Regions from separate parts of the Mus musculus genome. Here regions 2, 3, 4, 5, 6 and 7 are each linked to region 1. A link is a contact called in public Hi-C, HiChIP or PLAC-seq and promoter capture Hi-C data. All regions are on one chromosome and are shown on one strand. Each heading gives the region's core, a stretch centred on a gene start, on an enhancer-like site or on the middle of the called end of the contact. The rest is flanking DNA. Distances are from core to core; before and after follow the strand shown.

Region 1 (4,155 bases), core at 518-3,017:
ACCCTCATGGCTCACAGCTCCAAAGCCAGCCTGCAGCCCCAGGCTTGGCCATGCCACACACTTGCAAGCCCTGAGCCCCAGCGACTGGAGACACTGTCCCTGGAGGCCAGAAGCCATCAGCACTGACCTCTCAGAGGGATGAGAGGGGGCTATCTCCCTCCCCCTGCACCCCAAATCCATAATCCGACTTTGGTTCCAGAGGCAAGAAGCCAGACTGGGAGAAAAAGTTAGGGGTGGGGTAGAGGGTGGAGGGAGGAAAAGTTTAAACCAGGAAGGTTTGGTGGGACGCTTCCCTGCCACCACCACCCAGAGGGAGCCTGGAGAGGGAAAGATTGGGGAAATCATTCTGGGGTGATGAAGAGGGCACCCGCACGCTAACCCTCTTGAAAGCGCCAGGGGGTGGCGTCCCCGCCAGCCCCAGGCCAGGAGGGCGGGCGGGCGAGCCGCTGTGCGCCGGGCTCAGGGGCCGGGCACCCGGAGCGGAGCCATCTCTTACCTGCCGCCCGCTTGGGTGCCTGCTGTTTCCTCCTTGGCATCGCTCTACTTAGCTCCAGTCTCACTTCTGGCGCCCCAGCCCCGAGCCGCGCGCGGGGGCCGCAGTCTCGCTCGTCTTTCTGTGGCTCCTAGGACGTCACTCGGCCTCTGTCCCCCTGAAGATCCCCCTGCCAGCGCTCCAGCGCGGGGCCGGAGACCCCCTCTCTGGGTGGCAGATATGTGGCTCGCGCCTGCTGCTTGCAAGTGGAGGTTGGTTCTGCCTTGTTTGTTTGTTTGGTTTTTTTTCCCCCTCTCTTTTTGTTTTGCTTTTGGATTTTTTTCTTTTTTTGGTTTTGCTTTTTGCTGTTTTTTTGGTGACTGGTGAGACACTTGATTTCTTTATTAAACATCCAAGACGGGGTTCAGATGGCAGGGATGAGGGGCGCACACGCGCCACGCGCACACTCGCGCTTAAAGATAAGGGGGGAAACAATCCCGGGAAGACAGTGGATTTCTTCTTTTTCTTCTTCCTTCTCTTTCCCTCCTCCTCTTCTTCCTCCTCTTCCTCCACCTCCTCTTCCTTTACCACCTCCTCCTTCTCCTCCTTCTCCTTCTCCTCCTTCTCCTCCTCCTCCTCCTCCTCTTCCTCCTCCTCTTCCTCTTCTTCCTCCTCCTCCTCTTCCCTGATCTTGATGGCGGATTCGCGCTGGGGAGAGATCACTCACTGTAGGTTTGTTGTTGCTGTCAGATCCCCGTCTGTGAGTGATATGCGAGAGGACAGGAGCGGGTTTGGGAAAGACAGAAAATCTGGAATTCACTCACACACACACACACACACACACACACACACACACACACACACACACACACACCACACATACGCACACGCACGCTCGCTCTCACACACAAGCACTCTCGCTTACACACACACACACACACACACACACACTTACACTCACACTCCCCACATATGCTCTCTCTTACACACACACACACACACACACACACACACACACACACACACACACACACTCACACACACACAAGACAGGGCGAGGCGATGCCAGCAAACATCGATCCCGGCTGAACAAACTGAACATTAACAAACTCCTCCTCTTCTCCCTGCGACCTGATGACAGGGAGAAATTTACTCCCCAGCCGCAGAGCGCCAGGCAGAGGGAGTCTATTAAAGGGACAGTGTCCCGCCTGGGAGAGGAGCTGGAGAAAGAGGACCCAGCCGGCTTGGCTGCAGCCCTGGAGGCACCCACCTCCTCCTCACTGGGGCAGTGGAGTGTCCGCCTGTCTAGATGCCCCTCCAAGAGGAAGAAAAGGGGGAGTGGGAAGGAAGGGGGCGGGGCTCTGGCAGAGTTGGAGACAGTTAGAGTTGGAGATTAGAAGGGGACAATCTAGGTTTGCTTGGGAGACAGATTAGGGGGATGGGACTATATCCAGTCTCAACCTGTTCTCCAGCAAATAACCTCCTCTCACTATGTAAGTTCACATTGCTTTAACTTCCACCTTCTTGGAGTATTGGGATTTTTTTTTAAACTTCTGCTTCCTGGGCAGACTAATTACATAACCTTCATTGTGTTTCCTTCCAATGCTGATATTTATTGAGCACCTATGGTGCACCTGTTATACAGTCACCACAGTGACAGAGAGTGGGGAAGTCCAGATTGTGGCTGTTATCAAGGGTGAGAGGAACAACATCTGAAACAACTTGCCCCCTGGTGGTGTTCAGTCACTTCCCAGAGGTCTACCTTGCTGAAAATTTGATGTCCACCTTTCTCTATTTGCTTTCTCCGCTGGGCTCATCAAGGAAGGTGGATGCTGTGCACAGCTCGCTCTTTGGGTAATTGCCTCAGATCTCACTAGAGTATAAGTTCTTAGGGAGTTGTGCCCTCGTTTATCGTATTCTATCTCCCAATGGTGCCAAACAGAAAACATAGAGCTCCACCCCCAATAGTGCAATAAATGAAGAGGAAGCAGGGCATGCTGGGAGTACAACTTCAGAGTGGCCCGGATTGGTTAAAACTGAGTGTTGTTTTGGGGCTGAAAGAGGAGTCCATTCTGGAGAGTCTATTGTAGCTGAACCCGGTCTCCCTGGGTACCACTGCACACGGGGAGGTAGGTACCTTTCAGCACGTGTGAACAGGATGACCCTGTCCTGAAGACGCTTTCCTTCCTTCCAGTTGGGTAGAAAGTCAATGACAAGTGGGAAGGCAGCGGAAGGAGGTAGAGCTAGGAGCCTAATGAACCTGATACTGGGCATTGAACTCAGGGCACCGTACATACTGGGCAGGCAAGACATCATACATGCTGGACAGGCAAGGCACAATGCATGCTGGGTAGGCAAGGCATAATGCATGCTGGGTAGGCAAGGCATCATACATGCTGGGTAGGCAAGGCATCATACATGCTGGGCAGGCAGTCTATCACTAAACTATGTTTCTGATCCTCTTCATTTTTTTCTTAAATGTTGAGACAGAGGTCTTGCTAAGTTATTCAGGCTGACCTTGAACTCATTCTTAGATAGGTCTTCAAACTTGGGATCTTCTGGTCTCAGGCTCCTGAGTAGCTGGGCTGATAGGCCTGAGACACAGACTGTCATGAATCTGGAGTATGAAGAAGGAAGGATGTTTACCAAGTGGGGCTGCCTGGGGCAAGTCACAGATAGGTTCTAACCTTGGAGAAGGAGGAAGTTGGGTGACAAGGAGACTCTTGCGAGGGTGGCCCTTGGTGTAACAGTAGAAGCTCCTGGTTCGTAGCCCTCCAAGCCCACAGAGGCCTTTTTGAGGGTGTGCTCACCTTGGTGCTCTGAAGCAGGTTTTGCATCCTTAGATCTGTTTACAGTTTGGGCCACACACTGCTTACTGGAGATGAGTGTGGTCCAGTACAATGCAAGGTGCTTGCTTGGCAGCATCCAGGCATCTAGACACCAGGCCCCTCCCTCTGCTCTGATGACAGAACGTTTCACAGACATTGCCCAGTCTCCTCTAGAGCCCAGATTTTCCCTGCTTGGAGACGGATCACCTCGGATTTTCTAGACAGGAACCTTGCTGCATATGGGCCTTGTTCTGGAGTTGATACATTGAGCACTTGGACTCCAGTATCTCATGCAAACCACTTGCTCCTTACAGTCTGAGATCTTCTGCCCAGAGACCACCTTCTTCTTCTTCTTCTTCTTCTTCTTCTTCTTCTTCTTCTTCTTCTTCTTCTTCTTCTTCTTCTTCTTCTTCTTCTTCTTCTTCTTCTTCTTCTTCTTCTTCTTCTCCTTCTCCTCCTCCTCCTCCTCCTCCTCCTCCTCCTCCTCCTCCTCCTCCTCCTCCTCCTCCTCCTCCTTCTCTCTCTTCAGGAGTCAGACAAAGTTAATGCTGCTGACTTTAAGATCAAAGCATACTTAGATACAACTGAACAGCACTAGGGGTGATGTTGCTTCTGTGGCCACTGTGATGGACTCTCATCTGGCTCCTCGCTCCTCCCCACTATGTATCCACTGGTAATGAGGCTTGACCAGTGAAACCTCAGATGCCTCCCATATGCCCCTTACCTCTTGCCACCCTGACCCTTCCTCACGGGCAATTAATTACCAGCTATGACTAGTTCAGTGCAGTCTTTTTCAGCAGTACTTTTGGGCCACAGGAAATATAGCTCACCGGGCCCTACCCATCAGCCACAAAG
Region 2 (4,155 bases), core at 887-3,386, 500 kb before region 1:
GTTTTGTTGGCACGTCTCCAGGAGGGAAGGTTCTTTGTAATTCTTTGCTCAGACATCAGGATCTCATACAAACCTCTTAGCAGATAGATCAGGGAAGGCAAATCCCTTTCAATTTTAAGAGCTACAACATAGTAAGTCCCCCTCCCCCTTATTTGTGGTGGTGGGAGGAGAGGGATGAGAAACAGTAACAGACCATCTGATGCCAAAATGGCTTAACAGAGTATGGCTTTGTGAGGGCATGGAGAACCGCCCCCCCCCTCCCTTTCTTCCTTTACTCTGAAAATAACTCAGTAGCTACAAGGTCTGAGAGCCCGAGTCTCATTGTTCTTAGCCAAATGATTGTTTGTCAAAATATTTGATTGTTTCCCTGTTGCTGCTGAGACGTTTGGACTTTCCTTTCTGTCCCATCTCCACACTAGGGTTTTTAACTATCAGCTATTGTGTTTACAGTATTCAAGGCTTCAGAGTGCAAAGGTTATCCATTAACATGGGGACTGAAGCTCAACCTCTATCCACTTTACTTGGTCATAGTTTTCTTTGTTTTATAGCAAAGCTCCCCTCCCTCGTTTTTTTTTTTTTTTTTTAATTTGGGGGGGTCAAAGTTAAATGAAGTCTTCTGCTTATGAATGCTTGCTGAGCTGTTGCGTTTTGATCGTGAATATTTATAAGGCTTTAACCTTATAAATATTATAGTTTATGATATTTATAGGGTAAATATAATACTTTAGAGAAAGATATTAATCTGTGGTGAGAAAAGGAACCCTAGTACTAAAAATGATCAATATCTTCTGGGCTTGGATGAGAATCAGGGCTGGCTTAAGGATCTACTTCCAGCGATGCTAATTAATTGTGAGTAAGTAATTGATTCACTTCCTTTGAAAAAAAAGACTAACGAGACCATATGTGGGTTGGTAGTTCTATGTAAAATGACAGCAAAAACATTCTACAAGGCAGGTTCTTGCCCCTTGCTAAGCTGTCTTCTTGAATTCTTCTTCCTATTTATTAAGGACTGCGTTGCTTACCAGTTCCGGTCGGTTCTTTTTTGTCCCGTTCCCCCCCAACCCCCACGCTTCTTTTTGATTTAGGAAATGGGTATGTATGCTTTTCTTGATGTTTTCCCACTTTTTGATACACCGAGGGCCAGCTTGAAAAAGAAACAAACAAGTTGACTGTTCGGTGTTAAGCAATAAATCTATTTTACATTTGAGTTCATTTGCATTTTGGAGCAGAAAAATTATTGGATGTGATTGTGGCCGCCATAGTTCCTCCCTGGGGCTTGCTTAAAACGGGACATCAGTCCCAGGCCTTTGGAGTCAAACCTTTTCCTGTCTTATCTTCTTTCATCTTTAATACGAGTCAGGAACAAAACAGAAGGGAAACGCTTTAAGTGAGATGGGCATAAAGAAGTGTGTGGTTTTTGTTTTTGAGCACACTTTTAAGCCTAGTTTCACTCAAATGAATTTCTCTGCAAACTAAGATTTATTAGGTACCAAGTCCAAATTCAGATATGAAACTATAATAGAAACACAAGCCCAGGGTGTTAAGGAAGAAATAAAAAGGCTTTTTGAAGATAACAATTTAAGAGAAAATTTATTCTTTTTAGGTCTCGGACCTTCCTCACATTGACTCTCTGAAAGTGTTAACCTTCACAACACCTCAGAACACCGCTATCCTGTGAGCTCCCGAAGCCAGTGGCAAGGTTGGTTTATTTTTAAATTTTTATTATTATTATTGTTGTTGTTCGTGATTCTGGGCGACCGGGGAGTTGGGCAACCGGCCCCTCCCCTCCTCTTCCCTCCCCTCCCGGGGCGCACCTTGCAAGGGAGGGGGAGGCGGCGAGGGAGGACTGGCTGTGCGCCTGCGTGCTGCGTTTGCAGCCCCCCCCTCCATCCCCAGAATACCTGTCACTGGAACCGCCCGGGCGCGAGCGCGCCACGTTAGGCCGGATGGCGGGACACGGCGCGGGGCGCGCGTGCGCGGGAGCCCACGGGGTGGGAGTGGGGTGCGCGCGCCGCTCCGCGGGGCTCGCGCCTCGGGGGGTCCGAGGGGGGCGTGGCCCGCAGCGGTGGGCGGGTCGGGGACGCGCTTGCGCACACGCGCGGTCACAGAGGGGGCGTGGCCGGGGGCGGGGCGTCAGGCGGCGCGGCCGGGGGGGAGGGCGCAACAGCTGCTGCGAGCACTTTCTGCCCCAACAGTCCCCCCGCCGGACGCCGGCCGCCCGCCCGCCCGCGCAGGGACCCCGCGCCTGCACTGTCCCCGCGCGGACGAGTAGGGGGCGCCCGCGCCGCTCCCTCGCCCCGCGCCGGAGGTGAGCCCGGCCCCCCGGAGCCTCTGTGGGGGTGGGGGTCCCGGCGCCCGCGGCCGTGGGAGGCGGGCATGGCGCGGCCCCGTCCCGGTCCCCGCGCCGTCGGGGCTAGCGGCAGACGCACAAAGGCCGCGCCGCCTCTGCCGCTCCTTCAGCCCCGCGGCTGGGCGGTGCAGCCGGACGGCCGCAGGTAAAGGGGCGCCGGGGCCGCGTCCCCACGGCTGCGGCCGCGCGTGGGGCTGGGAGGGACGGCCGAGACAATGGCCTGCCCGGCGCGGCGTGGCCGTCGGGGGTCCGGGCCCCTGCGGGAGCTGCGTCCTGCCAACCAAGGAAGGTGTTCGGTTTCACTCCCAAACTTAGAACGTCCCGCAAACTCCCGTGGGAAGTTCGTGCGGGTTGGCGGGAGGCGGCACCGCACATCCGAGGGCGCCGCCCCGTGCGCCTCAGTTTAGCCTCAACGCGAGCGGGCGCGCAGTGAAGGGCGCCCCCGCCTCAGACCCTCGGCGCACGGGAAGCGCATTCTTGGGCGGGGAGGGTGGGGGTGGGGACAGCGGGCGGGGATTTTTCCCGAAAGGTTTGCTTCCTGAAGTGAGCCGAAGTCCCGGGGGCCCACTTCTGGGACCCCCAGTGGGGGCCGGTCCGCACTCACACAGTAGTAGAAACTTTTAAACTTTTTATTGTTTGGGTCGGGGGCTCGGGGTGGTCGTTCCCAACCTTAAGGGCTGTGTCCTGTGAGCCTTAGTTTCTTTCTCTGAGAAACAGGCATTCCTGAGCATGCGTTGATTAAGGGGCACCAGCTTGGGGTCCAGGGCTGTAGGGCACCATGTGTACCCCAGGATCCCGTGGCCAGTTTCCTGGTTTGGGATGGGTTGGAGCCATTAAGTTGTATGTTTTAAGAGGCCTAGGTCTGATTTAGTTCAGGTTGATTCAATTATGTCTTCATCCCTTTTGAGGTGGTTGAATAACTTGACATGAGATTAAGGCCAACAAAAGAGGAGGCAGGGTAGCCACAGCTGCTGGCCATGCCTGGCAACTAGGTAGGGGCCTCAGGGGGCCTTTCACCTCTCTTTGTAAGAGAAAAACGTCCACAGCCTTCTTGACTACTTTTCCCAGAGTAAATCGACCACCTTGGTACCAAATTGGATATCAGATGTTAAGTTTTTGTTTCGAGAAGGATTAGTAACAGGTCTAGTTTCAAAAAAAAAATTTTTTTTTTTTTTTTGTAGTGACAAGTGCAGAGAACTAACCTTACTGCTTTCTGTCTGGGGAGTGTATCTATCAGACCACTAGTTGGTGCTTAGTTACTGTGCTGAGAACTTTTAAGGTGTGTCCTTACTGGTAGATGACTTTTCCCCCTCCTGCTGGAGAAGTCGTATTTATTTTAGATACTGTTTTTTCAAACCTGTGGAGCCTGGTGGTATATTTAGGCTATCTGGTTATTTTGGTTTTAATTTTGAATCCTGATTTGATTGAGTCCCTCCACCATGCTGCCAGCTTTCCAGTTATGTAAGTATAAAATCCAAGAGGCAGTGACCTCTGAAGACTGAGTTGTGGATAGTTAGCATTAGTCATCCCTGGGAACTTCCATATTTTGGCTCTTTAGACTGCACCTTGGTCTGTGTGCAGGAGGAGGAAGCAGGGGGAAGACCTGACTGGAGGAAGGCCACGTTTCTTTACTCCTTTCATCCTCACTCCATCTCCACACTTTGCAGTGTGATTTCCTTTAGTGGGATAACTGGCAGATTGAAAAGATCGACACTCCCTGATTGTCTTGGCTTCGCATTATCCCCTTTCACTTCTTACTTTAAAAAAGGAACTAAGATACCACTTAGAAAAGTTTTCCCTTTATG
Region 3 (4,155 bases), core at 723-3,222, 460 kb before region 1:
CCAGGCCTCAGGAACGTAAAAGGGCAGCCATTGTACAGTGGGTAGCCCCGCAGTCCCACAGGCGCTACGGATTTGGGTGTATGTTAAATGTGTAAAGAACATAGCATTCACTGTCATAACTGTCCGAAGTGTACAGTTTTGTAAGTGACATTACTCATATGTTAGAGTCTATGTATATGTGCTTCCCTCTGTGATGTTGGTATTTGAATCCGGGCTCTTCCTTGATCATGTCAGGCAAGTGTTCCCGACCACTGAGCTATATCTCCAGCCCCGTGTTTGCTTTTTATTTTGAGAGAGCATCCCATCAAGTTGCCCAGGTGGGCCTTGAACTTGAAATCCCCTTGCCTCAGCTGCAAAGTAACTGGGGTTCAGGCCTCCTCCACTTGTCCATCCTGAAGCCTAATGACTTCACATCTCAAGCTATTATAAATGATCACAAACTGCTATATTTTATACAATATGAATCTACTATCAGAGACTGCCCAGTCTCTTCATTTTGAAGTCAGAACTTACTTATGTATCTGAGTACTTGAGACAGGGCCTTACTGTATCACCCTGGCTGACCTGGAACTTGCTATGTAGACCAGGCAAGCCTTGAGCTCCTAGAGGGCTGCTTGCTTCTGCCTCTCAAGTGCTGGGATTAAAGACACCGGCCATCTCTCTTGGCTGTTATGGAGTGAGTGTTTCTCTGTGCAGTCCAGACTGGTCTTGCATGCTCTGTGTCGCCTGGCTGGCCTAGATCTCGATTTTCATCTCTTAACGTCTAAGTACTGGATTTACAAGTCTTTGCCCTGTGCCTGGCTCTGGATCCGGGCTTTGGCAAACGTTTCTGCTGTCTCAGAGATGAGAGACAGATGTACAAATACTTCCTCATACCCTTCCCCTAAGAGTAAGCTTCAGGCTGATCAATCCAGAGCGATGGGCTGAGTATGAAGCTTAGAAAGCCATGTATAAGACCCTGAGAAAAATGTATTTGTGTGCCAGGAAGCGGCGGTGCACACCTTTAGTCCCAGTGCTTGGGAGGCAGAGGCAGGTGGATCTCTGTGAATTCATGCTCAGCAGAGTCAGGAGGTGGAGGCAGGAGGATTGCCACAAGTTAGAGCCCAGCCTGAACACATTGTGAGTTTCAGCTAGTCAGAAGTCAGGGCTTGCATAGTGAGACCCTCTATTAATGTGTGTGTGTGTGTGTGTGTGTGTGTGTGTGTGTGATATATATGTATGTGCATTATATGTATATATTCCGTATCTGCTTTCTGCTTTAGTGTCTGTACTATTTATGTGATGCAATGCCCTCACCAAAGCAACCGAAGGGAGAAAGAGTTTATCTTGGCTCACAGTTCCGTGTTAAAGTCCATGGCATCACATGCTGGAGCTGGCGGGAGCTGGTGGGAGCTGGCCACACTGGATCAACACCCATGAAGTACAGATCGATGCTGGCGCTCAGCCTGCCATCCCTACCCCATGTGTTTTTCTAGAGGCAGGGTCTCACTGTGTAGCCCCAGGTCGCCTCCCCACTGTGTAGACCCCAGCCTTGGCAGCTCGCCGTCTCCCCTAGCATGGCTGCCCTTTTGATTATTTTAACAAAATACCAGATTCAAACCACTTAAGGAAGGAAGGGTTTTATTTCTGCGCCCTGAGGGAACGGTGCGTCACAGTGGGAAGAATGGCTTTGGCCGTGGTGGCAGAAGCGTGAAGCCACTTGCTGCTTCTCGGCATCAGGAAGCAGAGCTGGAGCAGGGAGTGGGACGGGGCAGCAGCTCCTCAGCAATCGCCTCTGACCCGCGAGGCCCCATCTCCGCTGTGTGCCACACCCCGAACATCGATGCGTTAGGGACCACGTGTTCACACACAGGGACCTAAGCGGGGGGGGGGGGGGGAACTCCTCCCCCCAGCCACACGCCTTCCTAGCAGCCGGGACGGTGTTAAAGATGTTTCCAGATTCTGTAGAGAGTGGAGCGCAATCTTCTGGACGGGACACGGTGACACAGTGCAGTGCGTGACACAATGCAGACCAGACTGGACCCGACTGGACCTGGCCGGACAGAGCCGGTTTCGGAGACTAGCCACTGAGATTCTGCAGTTCTTGCCTTGACCTATGGGTGACTCGGGAGCAGCGAGGAACTGAAGTTCCCGCTAGTGGTTGTATGGGTGCCATTTTGGAAGGGGATTGGGCACCACTTTGGAAGTTGTTCTTTGACCCATAGTGGCGCCTTCAGATGATGCTACGTCATAGGACCTGGAGATTCTGCCTCCTGAGGGACCCTCGGGAGAACTACCTCTGATTTCCTGACTCATATTAGTAGGGAAGTAATAAAGAGTTATCATTTTATGTGCTGAGTTTTGGGGAACTCTATTATGTAGCATTAATTAATACAACATTTTCAATGGGACATGTCAAAGCTGAATTTCTAATCTTCACTTTGCAAACAAAACCCTCCCTGTTCAGGAAACAACCGTATCAGTCTTTTAATATTTTTAATCTCAGGCTAAGACCTTGAAATCATTCTCAGAGCCTATCTTGCTTTCACAACACAAAATATGTCATAAACTCAATTGCCATGGTTCTAATTTAAAAGTGTATTTAAAATTCAATCGCGTCTTCCTATATTTTTAGTTGCCACCACCATCCTGGTCCACCCAGTATCCTTTACTCAGGATGTTATATCAGGTCTCTACCCAATCTTCCTTCCTTAGTGGCTCTCCTGAGAGTCAGTTCCAAGTGCAGCATCTGGCAGCATCCTTTTAAAAACATTGACAGGGGTGAGGTTGGGAGGTGGTGTCATTGGCAGTGTTTGCTAGGTAAGCATGAAGACCTGAGTTCAGATTCCCAGCACCCATGGACAAATGGACTGTGGTGACACATGTTTGCATTTTAGCCTTGGGGAGGCAGAGAGAGAGAGAGAGAGAGAGAGAGAGAGAGAGAGAGAGAGAGACCCAGACCTGGATAGCCAATCTAACTAAATAGACAAAGCTCTGGGTTTGGTAGGAGACCTCCTCTCAAAGAATAAATGGTGACTAGAGATTGAAGAAAACACTTTGGCCTTCACATGCAAGTACACACATGTGCATGCACACCTTTATGCACATGTGCACACACACACACCCACACCCACACACACACAGAGAAAGAGAGAGAGAGAGAGAGAGAGAGAGAGCATCATAAAGCAGAGAATGTCTGCCCCATTGTAGTTACTCTTCTTCAGATCTGTCCTCTCCCTCCACTTCTTGGATCTTTGGTCAGATGCCACTTCTTGGTGAAGCTTTTTGTGCTCCGGGACAGTCTTCAGTGTTTATTTAATTTACAAATTTATGTCCTTTCTTATTTTCGGAACGTCAGTGTCTTAGGGTTATTATTGCTGTGATGGAACACAATGCCCAAATACATCTTGGGGAGGAAAGGGTTTATTTGGCTTACATTTCCATTTAACAGTTCATCACAGAAGAAGTCAGGACAGGAACTCAAGCAGGGTGAGAATCTGGAGGCAGGAGCACGGAGGGGCGCTGCCGACTGGCTTGCTTCCTGTGGCTTGCTCAGACAGCTTTCTTATAGAACCCACACCACCAAACCAGGGTGGCACCACCCCTAATGGCCTGGGCTTTTCCACACCAGTAACTAGCTAAGAAAATACCCTACAGGCTTACCTGCAACCCAATCTTACAGAGGTGGCTTTTTTTTTGGGGGGGGGGTCTCTCCTCTCAGATGACTAGCTTGTGTCATAAACCTAGCAAGTACAAACAAATCTCTTTCTTTGTTTGTTTCTTCTTCCTTCCTTTCTTCCCTTCTCTTCCCCCCTCCTTCTTTCTTTAAGACAGGGCTTCTCCATGTAGCTCTGGCTGTCCTGAAACTCAATCTGTAGACCAGGCTAGCCTTGAATTCACAGAGATCCACCTGCCCTTGCCTCCTGAGTGCTAGAATTCAAGGTGTGCACTACCACTGCCTGGCTACGAACAACTTTAACAAGGCAAGGTTGTTGTCTAGTCTATATGCTGTTGGGTCCCCAGTACCTTTCTTCCTGGCTCTCTGAGTCCGTTCAATTATTTGTGTGTGTGTGTGTGTGTGTGTGTGTGTGGTGTCAGAGGACAACTTTTGGGACTCGGGTCTCTCCTCCATTATGGCTTTTGCAGATGGAACTCAGGTCATTAGCTTTGCAGAGC
Region 4 (4,155 bases), core at 908-3,407, 470 kb after region 1:
CAGAGCATCCTGGAGAAGATGTGGTAACATCCAACTGTACAAATGAACTAGCCTGATTCAACTCAATGGCTTCTCATATTTCACTCCCCTCAGATTCGTTAAAAGGAAAAGGAAGCAGGCAGGAGAGATGGCTGAGTGGCACAGAAGCTGTGCTGCTCTTGCAGAGTCCTCAACACTCACATCAAGTGTCTCACAACCACCTGTAACTAAGGCTCCATGGGATCTCACACCCTCTTCCAGCTGCTGAGGGCATCTGCATTCATATGCACATACCCATACAGAGAATAGCACATGTGCGTTTTTTTTTAATTCTTTAAGAAAGAAAGAAGGGAGGAGGGAGGGAAGAAAGGAGAGAGAGAGTGAGAGAGAGAGAGAGAGAGAGAGAGAGAGAGAGAGAGAGAGAGAGAGAGATGAGTCCTACCCTCATGGAAATTACAACCTAGCAGAAAGATAGGCCTGAAGAGAATTGACAAACCAGCATAGAATTTCATGCAATTGCTGAAAGGGAGAGGAGGGGAGACACGCTTCAGCCAGGGTAGCATTGACGTTTATCCCAATGCAGAACTCACCACCATATTATTTGCACACCAGAAGCACTCCTTGCTTTACAAAGAGATCCTTCTAAATATTGAACTCCCGGGCGTGTTGAGCGTTTATAGATAAATCATTTGCCACATAACTGAGCAGCCTGCAGGCGTAGACACCTCAAGATGAAGTGTTATTAGGCAAGACCAATTGAAGATCAATCAGAAATTACAATAAGCATGGTGGTAATTACAACAAAAACTAATGGGAAGAATGATTCTCACAAAAGTTTACCAGACACCCAGGCTCACACACACACCTATAAAATGATACAATGGGGGGAAATCCATAAGAAGCTGCTTGCTTTGCTTTTTTCATTGATGCGGTTACGACATGAGAACATAATATTCAGTATTTCTTTGTCTAATCTTGGCTCCTGCTTGCTGTTTGAGTACTGTTGGCTTCTTAAAGATTACTTTTGCTCATGTATGTGTGTGTGGTGGTATATGGTCAAGAATGCGGGTGCCTACAGAAGCCCGAAGGAAGTGTCAGATCCCCTGGAGCTGGTGTTACAGGCAGTGGAGACACCCAGTGTTGATGCGGAGAATCGAACCCTAGTCCTCCGCAAGAGTAGCAAGCTCTCCTAACCGTAGAGCCATCCCAACAGCCCCCATTTGCGTATTTTCGCTTTTCAAATGGCACAAAAACAGCATGTCCCCTCAGCACGCCACGCTATTGGGCAAAGCATTTAAACTTTTGTGCCTGTGGAATTATTTTTTTAAGCCTTTTAGAAAAAGCTACTCATTAAAATGTAAGGCAGAGAAGCATCCAAGTTTTTTAACTTGAATGTTGAATTTGAAAAAAAAAATTACACAAAGCTTTTGGATTGAACATCGTGCTTTTAGCCTCTGACAACATGGCAAGCTTGCAGCGTTTCCTGGAAGGTTCTCCAAGGCTCCGAAACACCTGAAGGTTCCTCGCATGCTGAATGAGTTGGCAGGGAGGATGCTGGGGAAGGGAAAACACCAGAAGGGGGAAAGAAAGAGAGAGGGTATCTGCTAGATTAACCTACCAAAGATCAGATCCATTAGCGGGGACTTTATCGAGTCTAAAGCAGAGAATGCTTCGCCAGGATAATTAGCAATACTGGCTTTTAAAAGGGAAAGTCGGGAACTAAAGAGCAGGCTGCTGTTGAAATTAAAGATGGTATCTGAGCCATTTACAGCAATTTACGTCATAGCCACCGATACCATAAACACAGAGGTCAGGCGTCCATTCCTGGCTGTCTACGATGGGTCAGCTGTGAAAAGCCATGGAAAGCAGACTGCGCTGGGCGCAGATTGATGGGCGCCACGGTGACTGTGCTTTCAGAAATGTGGGTACATTTTCCATAGTCACTTGTGGCAGGGCAGCTGTGGCTCTAAAATGACAGCTTTCAGATTCCAGAAGAAGCCATGAATTCTACTCTTCATGTAGATATCCAAATACCCTGGCTTCTAAGCCCTGGCATATAGAATAAACTGGCAAGTCTCAATATATGTGCGCATGTGTGTGCAAGTACACGTGCTCCCACAGTGAACATCGTGATCCTGTGTGCATGCACGTGTGTACACACATGTGCAGACCAAAAGACCACGTCACATGTTCTTCCTTGTGAGGTGTCTTTCTTCTTTTTGTAACAGGATTTCTCACTGGCTCAGAGCAAGTGGACCAGATGCTGGCTGGCAAGCAAGCCCTCGGGATGGTCCTGCCTCTGCCTTCCCAGTGTGGGCATTGTGAAGATAGGCCTGACTTTGTTATGTGGGTCCAGGGGCTTGAACTCTGGTCCTCAAGCTTGTTGGACAAGCATGACACAAAATAAGTCATCATTCCAGCCCTGGAGTTAATTTTTAAACTACGAAAATTTTTAACTACTGTGTCACGCAAACAAAGCATAGCTGTAGGCAAGAATGACCCATATCTTACCTGATCCCACTTCTTGAATACCGCGAAGGGGGAGATGCCCTGGCATTCTCTGCGGGGCATAGAATTTAATAGCCTTGGCCTTGGGAGAGTCGTGAGGTTAAAGAACAGCCCTCAGGGCAAGAGAAAGGTTAGGAACCGTTCAGCTATACCCTCCATGCTCCCGAGGGCCAGACACTAATGTCTCCCTTCTCCCCTCCTCAGCCTCCACCTGACACCAGAGGGAAGCAGCTTGCAGTGTGCTGGCTTTCCATGTGGGGACTTGGGTTCGTAAACTCGAAGAGAATTCTTTTTTAATCTCCAGAGTTATCTTTGGCAAAAGAAATAAAGGTATCCCCTCTAGCTAGCTCTTGTCCCAGTTTCAAGTAGACAGATTCTTTTTTTTTTTCCCCACCAAAGAACAACCTAGTAAAGGAGGGCTAAGGGAAGGTGCTTGTCCTGCCTCAACCATGTTAAGTAAAACAAGAATCAGAGAATCAAAACGTGCCTCTGATAAACCCCAATCTTCCAGCCTCCCTTCCGGCTCCTTGACCTGGCAGATGTCGGGAGAAATCTGCCCGTCTGATAATTTTATCTGACTAGCATGAGGATTTTGTCTTGTTTTTAATTGACCCTTTGAAAGCATTGCACATACACACACACACACACACACACACACACACACACATGTTGGCTAAAACACCCCAGCATTCCCACCTGTCCCAGGGCCAGCAGAGCTCACGCGTGTGTTCCTCCTCTGTTCCGCCTCAGAAGGCATCTGTGTTGCTGCCGTGGCTGTCTTTGTGTCTCTGTGTTTCTCTATCCTACTTTTACTCCACTTTATGCAAAAGGAAACCAATCTCCAGATAAAATCCCCAGCAGTGGAAATGTGTCTAACTACAAAACTAGACCTACTCTGTGCAGCAGTGGAAATGTATCTAGATAGATAGATAGATAGATAGATAGACCATAGATACACAGATACAGACATAGATACAAGATACAAAGATATATAAATACACAGAAACATAAATACATAGAAAGATTGATACATACATACATAGAAAGATATATATAGATAGATAGATAGATACAAAGAAAGATACATATATAGACAGACAGATAGATGAATAGATAGATAGATAGATAGATAGATAGATAGATAGATAGATAGATGAATAGATAGATAGATAGATAGATAGATAGATAGATAGATAGATAGATAGATAGATAGGTGATAGACACATAAAATGCTAATAGATACATAGATATGCATAGATAGATAGATAGATAGATAGATAGATAGATAGATAGATAGATAGATAGATAGATAGATGGATGGATGGATGGAGATAGATAGATAGATAGATAGATAGATAGATAGATAGATAGATGGATGGATGGATGGATGGATGGATGGATGGATGGATGGATGGATGGATGGATAGATGGATGGATGGATGGATGGATGGATGGATGGATGGATGGATGGATGGATGGATAGATAGATAGATAGATAGATAGATAGATAGATAGATAGATAGATAGATAGATAGAGTCTGCTTTCACTAATTTAGCCCAGCACAACATATGTTAATATTGTCCTTTGGAGAGCCAGGTCACAGGTGTGGCAACTGTCCTCTTCCTGAATCTCATAACCACACCAAGCTGAGTTTGCTGACTCCATAT
Region 5 (4,155 bases), core at 690-3,189, 440 kb before region 1:
TTTGTCTTAGGAGGAAAATGATTACCCAGGAGTCCAGCAGCGCATTGCATCCTCCCAGGCAGATCGGGAGGTCTGAGTTTGCGTTTGGTGGGTTTCAGAGGATCTGAATTATGTAGCTTTCCTAATAACCCCGGGTTGGAACAGGCGATTTTTATCAGCTTCTAGAACCCCCACCCCATGCTAATGTATTATTCCCCCCTCCCTTTTAATAGAGTCTCGCTGTTGAAGGACAGCGCTCAGTCGAGTCCACCCTTCAATCTTAACGCATCTGAAGATGGTTCCCTTTCCAGCTGAGTTCCGTTCATTTCTGGTTGAACAGGTTAAGCAAAGACAGACCTCTCTGTTCTCAATTCACTTTACGATCCTCCCATCATAAAAAATAATATCAGCACCTTGCTTTTCATGTCAGAACTACCTCTGAGCCGCTGTTCCCTGTGCCCGTGAGTAAATCCCATAAAAGCGGTCCCGTTGTACTGTTGTTATTTTTCCTTGTGGGTGATTGATGGATGGATGGGCGCTGACACTTCAATGAAGCTATTTCGACTGCCATCTCAATCCGATGATGTGAGGGGTATATTTTCCGTCCATGCCTCATTACTTCAGAATGACATTCCTGGAACTTCATTTACTTTCCCCTCCTTCCCTGAAGCACCATATTTTTCCCCATCTAGGTTATGCATACCATAAAAAAAAAGCAATTTGCTATTATATGTGGCATAAGGGTAACGCTTTCCTTAGGAGGTAAATAAGTTTTTTTTTTCCCCTTCAAATTTTATTTTAAATCCCAGGGTTGAATTTAGGGATCATGTCAAAATTTCCAAGACATTTCCAACAGACATCCTCTATGATAAATGGTGAAAAGGATATATTTGGCTTCATTTTGTCAGTTTTTTTTTTTGTGATAACCTTGGTAATTAAAGCAATAATGCAAAATGGTCGTTTGTTTCAGAGTGTTGTGCTGAGATAGTTTAAATATTTCACCTATAGATGAGTAGCAATTTACAATACGATCCAGACTTTGTTGTCCTATGAGAATAAAGAGACTCATTATTTAAATAAAATGATGGCTTTATCTATTATAGGTTACTCTCCATTGTACAGAGAATGCTCAGCTAGAAGAAACCCATCTTCCCCTGCATTTCCAAACTGTGTACTAGGTCTGCGAGACTTTAATATTAAAACATGCTCTCAGCTTTTCCAAGTTGACTTAGGACCTGATTTTAATCTGTGTAATACAGTATTCCCGTTAATAATAACGTGTAATTAAGACATCCGTTAAAAATCCATAACGTTAATTTAATGGAGAAAATCTAATACAGTTCTATTGGAATTTTTACGTTAAATTAACTTTAACGGGCTTTTAATGGATGTCTTAATTAGATCTCATTATTAACGGGAATATTCCACAAATTAAAATTGGGCCCTTAAAGTTTTAATGAAAAAAGTTGCAGGAATGCGTTTAAAACGGACACCCTGTTTTCATGCATTCTGCTGGTTAGGAGGAGAAGTTGCGTTTGAGAGGCAACAGGTCCTGCAGGAAGAGACTGCCAGCGAAGTTGGCCGCTTTCCCTCTTCTTGCTCTCGTAGAGTCTCTCAGGTTCTGCTCTGCACCCTCCCTGTGGCCACGGTCGTCTGACCGTGTGCATGCTGGGAACTAAGCTTACAGACTGCCCAGTATAACCTCACCGAGCGAGCATGCACAGGACAAAGCCTTTGGCATCCACATGGTTAAGCCTGCCTATCCCAACAACTTTCCCAGAAGATGAACATGGTCGGGAGGTTTTCTTGGCTCAAACTCTGGTTTAACTTTATAACTCCTCCACTCTGCTGTGATGAATGGCTCCCTGGTGCAGGGGCAGGACTAGGCAAGCCAGGTGCAACCTTAATTGTTACACTGAACAGAAACATTTCCTTTAGACAAACTTTCCCAGGGGGGTTATAAATAGGAAATGGCTGTTACCGCGAGAAGCTCGCTCCCAAGAGCAGCCCACTCCGACATTAAACTAGGAAGAGTGATTGGCCCCCTCCCCTTCCTGTTACAAACAGAGAAGAGAAGGACTGCGACACTCCCAGTCATTAGTTTTCTTCAGTGGCACTTTGTTTCTTTCGGACAGTGAAAAGAGGCCCTCGGAGATGCGACAGTCCCCTTGCAGTTTATCAATGAAAATCTAATATCGTCCATAAGGAGAGAAGTGGAAATCAATACTTCATTACCAAATTGTTAGTGAGGATGAAGAGAAATGGTTGGTGGGATTTTTTTCTTTTCCTTTTCTTTTTTTCCCCCCTTTTCTTTTTTTTTTTTTTTTCTTTTTGGCAGTCTTCGTAGAGTCAGGGATCAGGAGGAGGTCATCACTGAGTCCAAAGTCAGAAGCAAGGATGCAGCAAAGAAGAAGAAGCGCTGAGAGAGGGAGATCCAATCTGGAAGGAAGATCCAGGCTAAGGCATTGTCCTGCGGGAGTCAGAAGAGAGAAAACAGGGTTATTTCCAGAGGAATAGCATGGACTGTGTCTTGCTGGCTGGCTGCCCCTGTTTGCTGCCTATTGCTGTGATGAAACACCGAAAGCAACTTAGAGAGGGGAGGGTTTGTTTACATGGCTTACACTTCCACATTACACTCCATCACTGAGCAAAGTCAGGGAAGGAACTCAAGGCAGGAACCTGGAGGCAGGAACTGAAGCAGAGGCTGCGGAGGAACACTGCCAGTAATGGCTTCTTCCTCGTGGCTTGCTCTGTCTGCTTCTTTATATAACTCAGGACCACCTCCCCTCTCCCAGGGGTGGTACCACCTACAGTGGAGGTCAGAGGACAGCTGTATAAGTTCCAGGGTTCGAACTCAGTCATGAGACTTGGTGCTTACTGAGCCCTCTCACTGGCCCCTGTCATAAAACCATTTCTATACAGAAGAGACGTACCCGGGCTCATACAAAGCATTAATCCATCCACAATGTCTAAAAGGCAGAAGTACCATATCAGTGGATGCCTGGATAAGTAGGATACAGAGACACATGCAATGAGATCCCACTCAGCCTTCAAAAGGAAGGGCAGTCAGACTATTCTACTACATGAACGCACAATGAGGAACTTACACTAGGTAAAAAGAGGCAGCCACAAAAAGGCAGACACAGTGTCTACCTGATGCGTTTTTTTTCTCCCAAACATTTGTTTATTTTATGTATGTGAGTACACCGTTGCTCTCCTCAGACACACCAGAAGAGGGCATCAGATCCCATCACAGATGGTTGTGAGCCACCACGTGGTTGCTGGGATTTGAACTCAGTTCCTCAGGAAGAGCAGTCCGTGCTCTTGACCACTACTGAGCCATCTCTCCAGCCCCTGCCTCATACATATAATGGCCACAAACTTTCAGTTTTGAAAGGTGACAAACTCTGGAGACGACATTTTTGGTTATACACTACTGTGAATAGATGAAACAGTACCAAGGCATATGCTTAAAAATGGTCAAAATTGTAAATTTTATATTACATTTATTTTAATATAATTAAAAATATGTAATCTCTTTTTTTCACTATAGAGAATTTCTGGAGAAACGGAACTTCTGTTCTCCCAGGCGGAGAGAACACTCATCCACGGTCAGCTGGACCTTCTTCTACATCCTTTTTTTCTGTGTGTCTTTGCGAGCCTTTTTTCCATGTGTTTTTGTGAGCCTGCCACTTGGCTCACTTTTCCAGTGGAAAACGTTGGTGACGCTGCCAGACTTTGTGTCTGATGCTGCACAGCGTGGCTGCAGTTTCCTAGACCCTTCCTATCTTCTTGGACATGACCTTTGTTTCTGGTTTTATGCAGCGGTACCCTGGTGGTTGTTTTTATGTCTAGAGCCTCTCAGGGTGTTAGAATGTTCTCGGAGGCTTGACCACCTATGTCTAGTTCTTGGGTCAGAAGGAGGGAATGTTTTGTTGCGGTGGGATTGGAAGGCCAGGCCTGATGAGTGAGGTTCTCAGCGCTGGGACGGCCGAGTTGTGAGTTTAAGGCTAGTCTGGGTTATGTACCGAGACTGACTCAAGACCCTAAAAGTGAGTGAGATGGCTCAGCAAGAACGGATGCTTGCTGCTGAGCTCTGCGACCAGGAGATTATATGAAGGATGGAGAGGAGCGTCTCTTCTGAATTGTCCTCTGACTTCTACATTCATGCTGTGG
Region 6 (4,155 bases), core at 833-3,332, 400 kb after region 1:
GCTGAGTGGAATTTTTGTCTCCTAAATTTCGGGGTGCCATATTTTTTTTCCTCAAAATAGAAAAAGACTCTTAATTAAACTGTCCCTATAAGGGAACAGAAAGAGCTGTCCCCCGAATTTACAGTGGCTGTTATTTTTCAGAGCTCAATCAATTTTTTTTTATTATCATTAGTGTTTTTGAAAAGAGACGTCAGCACAGGCAGAAAGGACAAACACCTGAGTTTGGTCTTCAGAGCTCCTGCTTCCAAAAGCTGGCCATGGCCAATGGCCCTCGGTTGTCATCTCTGCACCGGGGAAGCAGAGAAGAGGATTTCAGATGCGCATCAGCTAGCCTGGTCTACTGGGTGAGCCCCCGGGCCAGTGAGAAACCTGCTGCAAACAGAAATAACTAGGATGGATGGATGGTATGTGAGAAAAAAAATGACCTCTGACCTCAGGTTGACCTCTGACCTCTACATTCATGTGCACTTGCACACACGCATGAACATCAATACCACACAAGCACTCACACATGCACACACGTGTTAAATTACCTCACAGGAAGGGTAGTGAGAGAAGCTAGGGCATTCGGCGTTAGTAATTACTGACTGCGGTGCTTAGAACAGGGTGTGGCACAGAGCAGGTCCGCAGTAAAAACTGTTTGAATAAATGAATGAGGTTCTTCACAGGGCAGTAAAGGCAAACCTGAGTCTGTTAATATTTCCCCCCATGACAGTAAAGATCTCCAAAGTCATTTCCTTTTTAAAATAAATACATATTTCTGTATGCCTCAATCAGCATATACGGGATACCTGCTGCATGTCAGGATTCCTGTGGCCAGTGCAGGAAAAGTATCCTGAACTAAAAGGCAATCCCCAGCCTCACAAAGCTTACAATCTAGTAAGGAGACCAACAATGGGTGCAGCAAGTATGTCCTCAGCAGAACATCTCAGGACAACATAAACCATGATGAAAGTACCAGAAATCTCCTGGAAAATATTTTTTTCACAGTGGTGGTATCTCTTTTCCAAAAAAAAAAAAAAAAAAAAAAAACCTAATAATAAAAAAAAAATTGATTGTCTGTGCTCTGAAAAATAACAGCCACTGTAAATTCGGCAAGTATCTGTGGCCAGCTCACACTCACAGCAGCCAGAGAGGGAGGCTCTGTTTACATGGGGATCTCTTTCCTGAGTGGAAAAACAGACAGCAAATAATATATTTCAGGATTAATTTAACTTTTCAAATTACAAATTCATTGAAAACCCCATCCGCAGCAGGGCGATAACTCACAGTGCCACCAGACTTTAAGTACTGCAGCAACGGGCTGGTGTTAAACTCCTCACACAGACCTCTTAAAAGATGGCCGCCCTGGGGTTTCTATCAGGCCTACACGATCGTATATTGAAACCTGGCTTATTTACTTCTATGTTTCTGAAGTACCATTAATCATTTTTCTAAGATGGCCGGTGAATTCCATAATTAATAAAACGCAAGAGCTCAGGAGGGGAGCCCAGAGAGAGATGAAGTAAGACACACTCTGAAAAAGAGTGTCACCAAGGTACCAATGAAACCTTCATCTTCAGAGACTGGGCCCAAACTGAACAACTATAAAACCAACTGTTTTTCTTTCCTCTTCTATTTTTTTCTTAGACATTCATTAACACTCACGTTACTCAGGCTGAGGGGTGGCAAGGACTGGGGAGCAGGAAACGCCCTCATTGCTTTAAGGTCTCCGCAGCCTGCCCTTGAAGATGGTTGTCTCTAGGAGCGATAGTCTGTCCAGGTTTCTGCTCCAATTCCGCAAACCCTTTTCCTCCTGCCCCATCAATTAAGCAAATGGTTCATTAACAGCAAGCATCTGAAATCTTTAGAACCTGATTGAGCACAGCAGCATCAAGCTGTCTAGGGTGGCGACTGCTTAACCATCAAATGGGCTCACTGCAGAGGCGTTCCTCTGTTTGCAGTAGATGCAAGCCAAAACTCGGGCGTCCATCGACACATCCTCCCATCTGTAGACAACCACCCTGGCATCCTTCTGATGGAGAAAGCATGATTTATCCAGTGCTATATCCTGCAGCCATTAGACCAAAGATTACAGCTCAGCCCAGATGAAAATGGAGTCTGTGGGTATTCCTAAGACAAATATTTAGGCACCGACAAGCTCTGTTTAATATTAACTCATGACAGAAGGCAGTCAATTTCAGCTAAGTTCATGCCAAAATCTATTTGAGTTTTACAAACTACTTCCCCCACCCCAGAATTATAGGCTAAAAAGTCAAACAAAAAATGAAGCTTCCCTAAAACTATAAAGCTTTAGATCTGGCAGGGCTTCCAGAGAACAGATTACCCAGGATTCCACTTGGGTAAGCGCCCAACCCTCCTGGAGATGAGATGGTTCGACTAGGCAAGGCTTTCTCCTCGATCTCTTGCAGTTCCTCACAAAGGCAGCTAGTATTCTCTAGCTGATCCAGCAACAACCAGCCAGAACCGGAGAGACAATATCCCAGAAGAAACAAGTGTTCCGTCTGGCTATGCCCCTCTCACCTCACCACTCTCATCTGCCCACAAGAGCATGTGAATATATAGAAGGGTCGCCCGTGGACCATCCTCAGTGAGTGTCAGGGATGAGGGCTACTTCTCCCAGTTCTACCATATTTATTCTATTAATGTCACTCTGCGCCGTGTCACTTCATGGGGAAACAGAAAGCATCTGTGTTAGTCAGGGTTTCCATTGCTGTGATGAGACACCATGACCAAGACTACTCTTATAAAGGAAAATCTTTCATTGGGGACTGGCTCACAACTTCAGAGGTTTAGTCCATGACCATCATGGGGGAAGCACGGCAGTATGCAGGCAGACTTGGTTCTGGCGGAGCCGAGAGTTCAGTGTCTTGACCTGCAGGAAGCAGATGGAGACTGTCTGCCACACCAGCATACCTTGAGCATATGACCTCAAAGGTCTGCCTCCACAGCGACACACCTCCTCTAACAGGACCATACCTGATAGTGCTACTCCCTGGTATGAATTGGACAAGGGCAGTGTTTATATAGGAGTTCTTTGGGGACGGGGAGCAGCCATTCCTGGATTCGCCTCTCCACACCCTGGACCTTCCACCTCATTTGTTGACACTGCAGGAATGTTCTCAGACCCTCCCTCTACTTTGTTTCCAGTTTAGGAAGACAGCGCTTGTCTACAGGGAGGGGCTTCATGCCCTACCTTTCTGCCACCGGTCTATACTATAATCACAAGCACAGGTGCCACTCGCTGAACACATAGGTGGCTATTCACGCCACTCGAGAGTCCAGGCTTTCCCTGCTGTGGACTCCCTTTGTAAACTTTGTAAGCTCTCGAGGCACAAAAGTGGCCGGGCCCTCCCTTGAGGAGCTCCTGCAGCCAGCCCCCTCCCCCAGACCTCCCTAACAGTCATAACGGTGTTTCCAGCCTCTGTAACCCTCACAAAGTCATCTCCAGCCCCTCAACAGGACCATCCCCAGACTATGCTAATTTTAGGTGAAAAGTCTGAACAAAACCCACCAATCCCTGAGCATGAAAACCCACCAATTCCCTTAACAGGAAAACCCACCAATCCCTGAGCTCCCCCAAGAGCAGGACTTGAAATCCCACCAATCCTTACCCTGAAAAGCTCCAACCTAGAAAGCTCCACCCCTAAGAATCCCTATATAAGCACTGCTCTTTGTCCAATTCTCCACTGTCTGCTCCCTCCTGAGAGCATAGGCAGCCATTCCTGAATTTGTCTCTCCACACCCTGGACCCTCCAATAAATCTCTTTTCTGGGATTTGCAGCCTGGTGTGACTCTCTCGCTGGAAGAAGACAAGAAGCAATGAAGAGAAGAAGGAAAGAGAAGGAGTAGGACTGAGGTGCCGGAACCTCTCAGCTAAGCTGGGGATCCCTCCCTCAGGAGCTGCTATGCCTCTGCTGAGGAGGCTTCCTCTCAGCTGTGTGGCTCCTGGGATTCTATCTCAAGATGCCTTTCCACTGGGACACTGTCCCACCTCAGAGCTGTGTCCTGGGCTTCCAAGTCCCAGGACACCTTCCCATACAAGCAGAAAGACCAACACACACGCATGTTCCGAACAGCATCTTCATTCTTTCCTTGGAGCTCAAAGTGGAACCCAAGCAACACTGCATGCTTCCCATCCCACAAAGGCAAAGC
Region 7 (4,155 bases), core at 1,170-3,669, 370 kb before region 1:
CTCCTAGAAAGCACAGGGAAGCTGCACTTAATGGAATCTCAGCAAGACCAGCTCACGTCAGCTCACGCACCAGCATGGATGGGGGAAGTCTCACAAAGGCCTTATCCCTAGGTGCCCTACAGGCAGTCTCTGTCCTCTGAGAGAGAGAGAGAGAGAGAGTCAGGCTTCTCCAGGGAGGAGCCCTCTGCTCTCCTAGGTTATCCAATCCCAAGTTGTGAGCCCTGAACGTAAACACACGGGAGCAACACTAAGTGGACTCAGTAACCACTCACACCACACACACACACACACACACACACACACCACACCACACACACACACACACACACCACACACACACACACACACACACACACACACACACACACATATACCACACACACCACACACACACACACACACACACACACACACACACACTTTTCAGGAGAAGAGGTCATGAGTTTGAGAGGATCACACAACACCCACACTTTCCCTTTTGTCAGTTTGACTAACTCACCCACCTTGCCCACCCCACCCTCCTGGAATGGATGAGAGACGATCCTAGTAGTGAACAGCACCTAACGTCACAAGCTCACCTCTCAGTTCCCTCCAGAATATACGCCAAGGGTCAAATTATCTTTAGTACTACAACGAACATCTTCATGCATATATACATATCTGTGTGTGTGATTCTAGATGTATTAAGACAAGATTCTGGAATATTAAACTATTGAATAAAATCTGATAATTACCTAGAGGCTGGAGGGATGGCTCAGTGGTTAAGAACGCTGACTGCTTTCCCAGAAGACCCAGGTTCAATTGCCAGCAACTATGTGGTGAGCCACAACCGCCTGTAACTCCAGTCCCAGGAGATCCAACACACTCTTGGTCTCCATGGACACCTCAGGCACATGGTACACAGACACACATGAAGATAAAACACCTATACACATAAATAAAAAAACCCATAAAATACTTATCTTGCTATTTTAATAGTGTTGTATTTAATAGTATTAAATATTAAGTGTGCCCATTACTGTTGATCAGTAACACAGTGATGAAGTCTCCAGGGCATTCTACTTCTCCTGCTCACTTTTTAAAATCATCATTTCACTAATTCATTAATCAATTCATTCATTCATTCAGAGACAGGGTTTCTCTAGGTAGTCTTGGCTGCCCTGGAACCAACTGGTTTCATAGACCAGGCTGGCCTTGAACTCACTTAGATCCACCTGACTCTGCCTCCCGAGTGCTGGGATTAAAGGTGTGTGTCACCACGCCCTGCTCCACCACCCATTTTTTGAAAAAATAAAGTTTTATTGCAGCACGGCACTGCTGGCTCATTTACTTATTGTCTATGGCTATTCCTGCTACGCTGAAGCTTAGTAGTTACCATGGAAACCATATTGGCTGGCAAAGCCGAAGATATTACCATGTGGCCCTTTATAGAAAAAGGTCACCGGCTTCTGCTGTAGCTAAAAATCTGGGGACAAGGGATGATTCTGGCAAAATTTTATCGGGACAGATATCCCAAGCAGAGGTGTGTGGAGTGTGTACCCGAGGGAGAGAGTTATAAGGTACATTGTAGCGAACGGGTGCAGGCTTTCGATTTTCTCTCTTGTTCAGAGGAACAGACTGTTGATGCCTAAGGTGCTTGCTTGGGTTTTCAGGGTGGGTGCGCACATGATGATACCCACCCCTCTCCTTTCTGCCACTGCCCGTTTTTTCCGGGGCTCTTAGAATGCATCTTGAGTCGATAACTTCCTCCTGAAACTCCCTGTGTACACAGAAAAGCTGTTCTATTATTCAAATTCTCCAAGATCAAGGACGTGAAATGAAGGCTGCCCCTGGCCCCATAAGACATCCGAACAAATCTCACGGCTTCCAAATGTGACTGTGTCACCCTGGGATTAATACCAAGTAATCCAGTTTCAGCATCAAGACAGCGAAAATAAGCATTTACTCTCCCGGAAAATCATTTTATACTGATTACAAGTTGTAGCCTGTCACTGTGACGGGAATTGAAAATGTGTACATTTGCGAGGTTAATATTTCTCTCTAAAGCTGCTTTCTCCCCCGCCCCCACCTGCTCAAAAGGGACGGAGCTCGAAGTAAACATTTGTCCAGAGACAGCCGCCTACTGACACATGGAGTCCGAGCGACCTTTTCATTTACTCGCTGGACACCGCAACAGTGAGAAACAAAGTAGCCATGGTCACTGCTGTTCACAGCTCAGGCTAGATCATTCCGTCCTGAGGGCTGGCTCTTAGCAGGAGAGAGCTTCAGCCTCGGCCCTGGCTTTATGCTTGAGATGCCAGTCGAGCCTCCTCCTTAACTGTGACAATGAATGTGCCTTGCTGGTGTCAACCCAGTCTAAGCTAAAAGTGTTTGCTGAGCATGCGCGAGACCCAAATTCAGTTCCCCAGCACCCACGTGACGGCAAATGCCTGCAATCCCAGCATGAGGAAGTTGAGACTGGAGGATGCCAAGTACACTCTGGCTAGCCAGTCTAGCTAAGTCAGTAACTTCCAGGTCTAGTAATTAAAGGTTGTCTGGGTGTGCTGACACATTCCTTTAGTCCCAGCATCCACATGGTGGCTCACCACCACCCGTAATGAGATCTGACGCCCTCTTCTGGTGCATCTGAAGACAGCTACAGTGTACTTATTTATCATAATAAATAAATCTTTGGGCCAGAGCAAGCAGGGACTGAGCACGTAGGGACCGAATGAGTGGGGCCGACCAGAGCAAGCAGAGGGCTTAAATTCAATGCCCAACAACCAGATGAAGGCTCACAACTATCTGTACAGCTAGAGTGCGTACTCATATACATAAAATAAGTAAATAAATCTTTTTAAAAAGTTTAAAAAAATTGGGACACGAAAGAGAAAAAAAAACACCCTATGTTGACCTCTGACCTCCATTATGTGCATTGCATGCATTCACCCACACATGCACACAAACACAAGCATGTATTCACACACACACACACACACACACACACACACAGTAAATAAAACACAAATAAACTTACATTTATAGATGCTGAAAGCAGTAATTAGCCAAACCAATAAAGTACAGCCAGCAGTGTAGCCACCATCCACGTCCCCGCTCCACCTACATCTCTGCTTCAACTCTCTCAGCCCAAGGTAAAGCGTGCCGCAGTGTCTTCTCCAAACACCCCGAGTGGTTGGTTTTGTTTTGTTTTGTTTTGTTTTGTTTGGCCTAGTTCACTCACTTTACAGAGAATCACCACCTCTGGGAAGCCCTCCATGGTGACGTGGAGTTAGGCTCAGTTTCCCTCGGGCCTCTCTTGGGCACACAGTAAACCCACAATTAATTAATTAATTAATTAAAAATTTTTTTTTGTTGCACTGTATTGGGGACTGAACCCAGGGCCTTATGTATGGGAAACCAGCTTCTTGTAACCTGAGCCACATCAGTCTCCAGCTTCCCTTCACACAGCCTAACTTTGTCTGTCTGTCTGTCCATTCATCTGTCCATCCATCCATTCATCCATCCATCCATCCATTTATGGTAGGGTCTCTCTATGTAGCTCTGGCTGTCCTAGAGTTAATTCACTATGTAGACCAAGCTGGCTTCAAACTCCCAGAGACCTGCTGGCGTTTCTCCCCATGTTCTGGGATTAAGGGTTGCTCCATCAGTCCTGGAATGGCTTTAAATCTAAATCTGTTATTCTTGGCATTTTCCAGAGAAGTGTTTCTGTTTGCTTTCTTGTTTGTTTTGAGACAGGGTTTCTCTGTGTAGCCTTGGCTGTCCTTGGCTGTCCATGTAGACTAGGCTGGCTTTGAACTCACGTAATATTCTGCCTCCACCTACTGAGTGCTGGGATTAAAGATGTTAGCAACCACACCCTGTATTTCTATGTTTTTGTAACTGGCTTTTCTCCTGTGACTGCCTGGGTCTCTGATGTTGGCCTTATGATATATCCCTTAATGCCTGTGTCACTCCTGTGGACTAGGTTGTGGTAGTGGTTTTGGTGTTGTTGATGTTGTTGTTGTTGGTTGTATATGCATTTAATGTGTATTTTCCATTGAGCTTTGATAGTTGCAGCCAGAACTTTCCTTATCACTATTTGTTTTACTGATTTATCTGTTTTGAGGTGGGGTCCAGCCTGGCCTGGAATTCGCCTCGAAAATGCTAGGATTACTG

The links. Promoter capture Hi-C pulls out the DNA fragments that hold promoters and counts their contacts. Hi-C and Micro-C count contacts between places; a contact is called where the count stands out from the background. HiChIP or PLAC-seq counts read pairs in DNA pulled down with a chosen protein or histone mark.
Region 2: a FOXA1 HiChIP or PLAC-seq map of pancreatic cancer cells shows a contact between it and region 1. The contact joins the promoter of Zfp217 here to the promoter of Tshz2 in region 1. A contact is called at or near these places in 3 of 39 promoter capture datasets (hippocampal neurons and liver), 1 of 115 datasets of contacts at active chromatin or transcription factors (pancreatic cancer cells) and 1 of 9 other capture datasets (adipose tissue).
Region 3: a contact with region 1 is called in a promoter capture Hi-C map of liver, with 7 times the contacts expected there. The contact joins the enhancer-like site here to the promoter of Tshz2 in region 1. A contact is called at or near these places in 14 of 39 promoter capture datasets (the 3T3-L1 cell line, the HPC-7 cell line, cranial neural crest and 8 more), 21 of 484 Hi-C or Micro-C datasets (the N1E-115 cell line, adipose-derived mesenchymal stem cells, cardiomyocytes and 12 more), 13 of 115 datasets of contacts at active chromatin or transcription factors (astrocytes, cardiomyocytes, embryonic basal ganglia and 10 more) and 1 of 9 other capture datasets (embryonic stem cells).
Region 4: a Hi-C map of the N1E-115 cell line shows a contact between it and region 1, with 6 times the contacts expected there. The contact joins the enhancer-like site here to the promoter of Tshz2 in region 1. A contact is called at or near these places in 15 of 39 promoter capture datasets (the 3T3-L1 cell line, the HPC-7 cell line, cranial neural crest and 8 more), 1 of 484 Hi-C or Micro-C datasets (the N1E-115 cell line), 11 of 115 datasets of contacts at active chromatin or transcription factors (craniofacial prominence, embryonic basal ganglia, embryonic forebrain and 8 more) and 2 of 9 other capture datasets (embryonic stem cells and liver).
Region 5: an H3K4me3 HiChIP or PLAC-seq map of embryonic limb bud shows a contact between it and region 1, with 7 times the contacts expected there. The contact joins the promoter of A630075F10Rik here to the promoter of Tshz2 in region 1. A contact is called at or near these places in 9 of 39 promoter capture datasets (the 3T3-L1 cell line, cranial neural crest, embryonic stem cells and 3 more), 9 of 484 Hi-C or Micro-C datasets (cerebellar granule neurons, cortical neurons, embryonic fibroblasts and 2 more), 10 of 115 datasets of contacts at active chromatin or transcription factors (craniofacial prominence, embryonic basal ganglia, embryonic forebrain and 7 more) and 2 of 9 other capture datasets (adipose tissue and liver).
Region 6: a contact with region 1 is called in a promoter capture Hi-C map of liver, with 5 times the contacts expected there. The contact joins the promoter of 9430093N23Rik here to the promoter of Tshz2 in region 1. A contact is called at or near these places in 7 of 39 promoter capture datasets (embryonic stem cells, frontonasal cranial neural crest, hippocampal neurons and 3 more), 3 of 115 datasets of contacts at active chromatin or transcription factors (craniofacial prominence, forebrain and neural tube) and 2 of 9 other capture datasets (liver and pancreatic islet).
Region 7: a contact with region 1 is called in a promoter capture Hi-C map of liver, with 4 times the contacts expected there. The contact joins the enhancer-like site here to the promoter of Tshz2 in region 1. A contact is called at or near these places in 4 of 39 promoter capture datasets (embryonic stem cells, liver and second pharyngeal arch cranial neural crest), 4 of 115 datasets of contacts at active chromatin or transcription factors (embryonic basal ganglia, embryonic forebrain, embryonic hindbrain and 1 more) and 1 of 9 other capture datasets (adipose tissue).

Annotation. Positions count from the first base shown.
Region 1 is chr2:169,630,121-169,634,275 of GRCm38.p6, reverse strand. It overlaps Tshz2 (teashirt zinc finger family member 2), which reads right to left and starts at 1,767. Exons shown (of 2, transcript NM_080455.3): 1 at 497-1,767. The coding sequence starts at 536. It overlaps Gm34294 (a long non-coding RNA gene), which reads left to right and starts at 3,798. Exons shown (of 2, transcript XR_003953971.1): 1 at 3,798-4,155.
Region 2 is chr2:170,129,201-170,133,355 of GRCm38.p6, reverse strand. It overlaps Zfp217 (zinc finger protein 217), which reads left to right and starts at 2,136. Exons shown (of 6, transcript NM_001033299.3): 1 at 2,136-2,308.
Region 3 is chr2:170,092,303-170,096,457 of GRCm38.p6, reverse strand. No RefSeq gene overlaps it. Among named protein-coding and RNA genes, the nearest start is that of A630075F10Rik, 24 kb to the right of the region's middle. Within about 2 kb of position 1,972, at least 5 of the 459 cell types and tissues checked have an H3K27ac peak or open chromatin away from gene starts, as enhancers often do. A contact at or near this core is called in liver, where this site is marked.
Region 4 is chr2:169,162,638-169,166,792 of GRCm38.p6, reverse strand. No RefSeq gene overlaps it. Among named protein-coding and RNA genes, the nearest start is that of 9430093N23Rik, 70 kb to the left of the region's middle. Within about 2 kb of position 2,157, at least 1 of the 459 cell types and tissues checked has an H3K27ac peak or open chromatin away from gene starts, as enhancers often do. A contact at or near this core is called in the N1E-115 cell line, where this site is marked.
Region 5 is chr2:170,068,562-170,072,716 of GRCm38.p6, reverse strand. It overlaps A630075F10Rik (RIKEN cDNA A630075F10 gene), which reads left to right and starts at 1,939. Exons shown (of 3, transcript NR_033634.2): 1 at 1,939-2,220. It also overlaps a transcript of Tshz2 not described here.
Region 6 is chr2:169,232,765-169,236,919 of GRCm38.p6, reverse strand. It overlaps 9430093N23Rik (a long non-coding RNA gene), which reads right to left and starts at 2,082. Exons shown (of 2, transcript XR_001783623.1): 1 at 1,648-2,082.
Region 7 is chr2:170,001,070-170,005,224 of GRCm38.p6, reverse strand. It overlaps a transcript of Tshz2 not described here. Among named protein-coding and RNA genes, the nearest start is that of AY702102, 40 kb to the right of the region's middle. Within about 2 kb of position 2,419, at least 44 of the 459 cell types and tissues checked have an H3K27ac peak or open chromatin away from gene starts, as enhancers often do. A contact at or near this core is called in liver, where this site is marked.